Linked DNA regions of Mus musculus: region 1 is linked to region 2. Evidence: chromatin contacts called from public ChIA-PET data. All regions are on one chromosome and are shown on one strand. The core of a region is the stretch at or near the end of the contact, and the rest is flanking DNA. Distances in the headings are between cores, read along the strand shown. Region 1 overlaps Fam114a1 (family with sequence similarity 114, member A1). Region 2 has its middle 7.8 kb from the start of Gm52815.

Region 1 (2,700 bases), core at 153-2,652, 500 kb after region 2:
CAAGGCACATAACACATGTGCACACATGCATGTATATGTATGAGTGCACATGTGTTATGGTTCATGTGTGGAAGTCAGAGGTAACCTGCAGGTGTCAATCCTCTCCTTCCACCACATGGCTCCTGGGATCAAACTTAACTCATCAGGATTGGCAGCGGCACCTGTAACCACTCATTCATCCTGCTGGGCTGAAAAAGTTTCCCTTGTGCCTGGCCATGCCAAGACATGAAGACTCTCTTGGATGTATTTAACCATCTACAAATCTTGAAGACCTTTTTTTTTTTTCAGATATTTGGGGATGCTAGTAAAAAGTTTGCTGTGTTCACCAGTTAAAATATATTCCTGCAATTTGGAATGCTAATTAGCCAACCATCAGCTGTTAATGGAGGCAGAGATAATAGGATTGCTTATTACGGCTGCCTCTGGAGCCTGGGTTTCCTAATGAGAATGCCCTGCTGACCTGGACTGTACATATTTTATTGGAATGCTGACAGCTCTCAGATTGTAGCTTAATCTAAGAAGCCTACATAATAGCATACTATGTATGTAAGAGTGTTCTAAAAATAACCGAAGTCATAATACTGAATGCTGACAGTAAGTAAAAATGGAAAGATAGGGCAGCGGCAGTGCTGTGCTTTGGATATAGTTTGAGTTGGCTCCCTAAGGGATGGGGTTAGAAGGTTGGTTCTCAGTGCAGAGATATTGGGAAACTGTACCTCTGGCAAGTAGGGCCCAGTGGGCATTCCTAGGGTTCCTGGGAAAGCTGTCCTCAGAAAGGATTAAGGTGCCTCTTGTGAGACTCTTGAGCTCTCACAAGAATGGGTTGTTAAAAGGATGAGCCTAAGCAAGTAGTTGTTCTCTGGCTTCCTGTTTTGAGATGTAATTCCTTCCTCATGAGCTCCCACTACTGGGACAGCATCCACCTTGAGACCCTCAGCAGAACCAAGCCAGGTCTGGAGCTTGCCTTGAAGTCTCCAGAACTGTGAACTCAGTAAACACTTTTTCCTTATAAAATGTGCCTGCCTCTGATATTTTGTTATAGTAAAGAAGAGTGAACGGGCACCAATGCTATGAAACTAGAGTGCTTTAAATCTAAATCTGTTAAGTTTCAAATCCTACTGAGAGTTCAGGCAATGAAAGCCTAACATGAGTCTGTAGCTTGACAACAAGGAAGTCACTGTGACTTTGATGCAGATGGCTTCATAAGGTGGTGGCGGGAGGACTCTTGCTGTCTTTGATGGAGAGGTGATGACAGGAGTGGGTACAGAAGATCAGCATCATGCTGAAGAGTTGGAGAAGAAACATAATGGAGCATAAAGCTGAGAGGTTTGAGAGAAACCCCTTGTTCCTGTTGAGGTGCTGTGGTGGAGACACTGTGGGCATAGTTAAATGTGAGAAGTCACTGTTGGGAGAAAAAGGAAGCCAAGAGACCTCAAACCAGCCCAGGGTGGGGCAGTGTCAGGTGGTAAGGATAGTGGTAACTAAAAGGATGACACTGTTCCCATGACAACAGAAGAATGAACCCATGGTCCCTTGGCTTGGGTATCCTTCAATTTGGGTTTAGATGGGTTTTGGTGTAAGCTGATGTGTGTATTGTATAAAAAGGAGATCTACTTAGATGCTTAATTTGATTTAAATAGTTAGTGTTTAGTTTATTAAGACTGCAATTTTAAACACTCAATTCTTCATCCCAAAAATCATAATTCTATATATAAGCCTAGCAAAATTGAGCAGCAGTTTTCTAGGGAAATTTGTTTAATATTTGATTCTTTTTTTTCCTATTGACTTGAATGTTTTAATTGTAATATATTCTATTTCCTTTCAAGTGCCTCATCTATAGATTACAAAACCTTGTTGAGTACTTCATAATTGTTATACAAGCTATTAAATATATAAAGTGGGCTTAAAGACCTAAATGTTAATACAGTATTCCTAAATGTGGGCCATTTCAGCTAAAGTCTGTGATGTGATAATTCAGCTGGTCATTGTAAATTGGTTTTCAAACCTTGTGACCCTGTTAACTTTCATAAATATCAGTAGGACAGAAAAGGTCAAATGTGCACAAAAAAGCATTAATAGCGTGGCTTTGGTGCTTTAGCCTTTCCACATTTAAGTTTTAAATCTTCCTAGAGTTGGAAAAGGTTTACTCATGAGGAAAGAAAATTACTTGGAAATAACTGAGGCCATTGCGAGTCTGACCTTCTGACAGAGCAGCAGGCACCCAGGCAGGACACCTGCAGCCTCATTGCTGCATTGAGGATCCTTATGACAGGTTATCTGTGCTGTGAGTTACAGGACTTAAGGAAGACCTGGTCTCGTGGGTCTAATGACAGGCATCCCCGGTATGAGATCTACACGGTACCTGATTCCTCATCTCTCCTGGGGATGGGACTTCCAGATTGGTCTTTGATCTTAACACAGAAATATATATATATATATTTCCACCTACATGTGAATGGTCCTTGTGTTTGACAGACCCCTCTAGATATTTACCTTGTACCTATAGTTTTGAACTGGTTCGCCTAAATTAAATAGTTTATTTTCCCAGAGCTCTGACTCAGGGTCTCACACAAACTAGGCAGATGCTTTGTGACAGAGCCACACTCCAGCCTCAGTAAATGATGTGGTCATTTGGGTGGTGGTGATGGTAGTGTTAGGAGTGGAACTTGGGCCTTACTCAAACCAGGAGAATGCTGTACC
Region 2 (2,700 bases), core at 145-2,644:
TACCTAGATTAGTAAGAGGGAAGAGTCAAATAAGCAATTGACATCATAAAATGAAGAAGACGTCACAGTTAGTACTGCAGAATCACAAAGCCTAAGAGACTGGGGTGAGCAGGATCTTCAACAAGCCGAACAACCTAGAAGAGATGGACAGGTTCCTCAGAACGACAGCCTAACAGGATGGAGCCACAGACAGAGACTGACGGATTAGTAACCAGTGTGGAGATGGAAGTATCTCCAGGACCTCACCCCGGCTTCCCAATGGTTCCCTGGTTCTTGTGATCTCAACTGACCTATTGTAGATGCTATAGGTAAGGTTTATTACAGAGTAATTGGAAACACTCTCACAGAGTGAGACTAGACAATGGCCAGAGAGACCATTACAAGGAGCTACACATTTAGTGTGACTCATAGCACTTTCTGAAGTCTCTGGGGGCAGAGAGCTTTCCCAAGGGGCATTTTCCTGCTTGAGTGACTGACAGGCCTATCTAGATGAATTCTTCAAGAGGAAGACAGTAACAAGTCTTTGTTCCTTACCAAAAGGCCTCCAGCAATCTTGGGATCTTTTTGGGTAGTTCAGACAGTCTCTCTTCCCCATGGCCAAAGATATGACTCTCACCCCATTTTTTTTTTCTGAAATCATGCATCAGCACAGATTAGCAAGAAGTAAAGAAAGAAAACTAAGCAAGTATAAGGAATAACCATGCTTTCTTTAGCAGAAGCAGGAAGGTCTTCCCTGCCTGGACCCCAAGAAAGCATGCTATGTCCCCCTTTCTCACCTATGTCTAATCCATAGTCCCCCGTCGTGGGATCTTAGATCTTGGGGGCAACTTGATATCTTCTCTCCATTTCCACATGCCTAAGAAGGTCAATTATGATGTTTCCCCCCTTTTATAAAACAGAGAGGCAAGATGGCGTCCAAAGCTGATTATGAAGGAGGAGGTTCATCCTCAGCAACCTTCAAGCTTGCTCATTTCTAAGTAGCAAACACTATCAACAATCATGAAGTCTGGAGCTTAGAAGAATGTGGTAATGTGCAGGACTAGAAGGGAGGGAGCCCTGTTTCGAGGTTGCATCCACACTTTTAAACTCTCCTGAAGTCTCTATGATAAGAGGAATCTAACCGAAACGATTGGCTTGCAAACATCTCGGCACTACTAAGTACAACACACACAGGGCCATTCTATCAAAGCCTTGAGTTAGAGGTCCGCTCTGAGAACCATGCTCTGCAGACCATGCTCTGAGGACCACGCCCCGCTGTGAGAAAAACAGAGCCGACCTCACACCTTGGTACCTCCCCGTCTTCAATAGATTAAAAAGGACTGCAGCAAGAGCTTGCAAGCCTCTCTCTCACTTCCTCTCTCTTGCTCAGGAGAACTGTGAGAACTAACTGTTGATCTGAAAGCAACCATGATTTGCTACAGAGGTGCGAGCTTGCACAGAGACCTGTGAAATCCCACAGAACACAGGAAGTGTCTAATTCCGCTGGATCGGGCTGGTGTCAAGGCAGCTGACAGCTTCAGAGCCAAGAGCCTCCAGAATCCTTTTTGGTAAGGAATGTCAGCTACAAGGGGAATCCCTACCTCACCATCTACACAGAGTTCAAAGGAAATGCAGATTTAATCATTTGGTTTCTGTGTGACTTTCAAGTCAAAGTGAAACTAGAATGTGAATATCAGAGCGTGTGAACCTTTTTGGTACGAAGCCTGGGTTCCCCTCTTACTGCTGCGGTGTGTAGAGGATTGTGCAATGTAATAGCAGCATCCAAGATACACAGGGTCTCTGCTTCGACTCTCAAGATGACTGCTGATGCTCGGAGCTGAGCTGCAGAGTGCAGCAGCTCATTGTTTGGGCCAGGAGTGTGCACGTGAAAAATGACTCGCCGCACACTCTGCTTCCATTCTGGTGCTCCGGGAATGGATTGACTTCAAAGAACTCTTTAAAAATTAAAGTTAGGGGGACTGGAGAGATGGCTCACTGGTTGAGATTACTGACCGCTCTTCCAGAGGAGCCAGGTTCAATTCCCAGCACCTATATGGCAGTTCATAACTGTCTGTAACTCCAAGATCTGACACCCTGATGCAGACATACATGCAAACAAAACACCAATGCACATGAAATAAAACTAAACTTAGAATGCCACCTAGCAGTAGTGAAACTAAGTTCAATCCCCAGAGCCATTAAATAAATATAATGCATGTATATGCATATATACATATACATAATCTATTTATAATTTATATTTCTCCATTGGTGAACAAAAGTTAGAATACATGTTCATTGTTAAAAATAAGAAACAGAACACGGGTGATGACCAACCTAAACATCACCAGTGTGGTCTTACACAAATAGGTTCCCTTTTCTTATTTCATTTAGAAACCCACTAAGCAATTGGTGTAATACTCCATTTAGAGCAAGAACACCACAGAGTTGTCTCTGATATCCACATAAATGCTATGACATGCTTGCCTCCCTATATACACACATCATGTATGTGTGTGTGTAAACACATACACACACACACACACACACACACACACACACAGAGAGAGAGAGAGAGAGAGAGAGAGAGAGAGAGAGAGAGAGAGAGATATTAAAAATAAATCTAGTACCAGAACCTGAGTTTGATCCCCCAAACCATGTAAAAAAAAAATCCAACCATGTGATGTATGCTTGTAATTCTAGCTCAGGGGAGGGAGAGCC

The links. ChIA-PET counts read pairs in DNA pulled down with a chosen protein or histone mark.
Region 1: a contact with region 2 is called in an RNA polymerase II ChIA-PET map of memory CD8 T cells, with 96 read pairs. The contact joins two enhancer-like sites. A contact is called at or near these places in 1 of 484 Hi-C or Micro-C datasets (embryonic stem cells), 1 of 115 datasets of contacts at active chromatin or transcription factors (memory CD8 T cells) and 1 of 9 other capture datasets (embryonic stem cells).

Annotation. Positions count from the first base shown.
Region 1 is chr5:64,988,774-64,991,473 of GRCm38.p6, forward strand. The region is part of intron 2 of Fam114a1 (family with sequence similarity 114, member A1); the gene reads left to right. Among named protein-coding and RNA genes, the nearest start is that of Mir574, 20 kb to the left of the region's middle. Within about 2 kb of position 1,403, at least 43 of the 459 cell types and tissues checked have an H3K27ac peak or open chromatin away from gene starts, as enhancers often do. A contact at or near this core is called in memory CD8 T cells, where this site is marked.
Region 2 is chr5:64,486,522-64,489,221 of GRCm38.p6, forward strand. No RefSeq gene overlaps it. Among named protein-coding and RNA genes, the nearest start is that of Gm52815, 7.8 kb to the right of the region's middle. Within about 2 kb of position 1,395, at least 114 of the 459 cell types and tissues checked have an H3K27ac peak or open chromatin away from gene starts, as enhancers often do. A contact at or near this core is called in memory CD8 T cells, where this site is marked.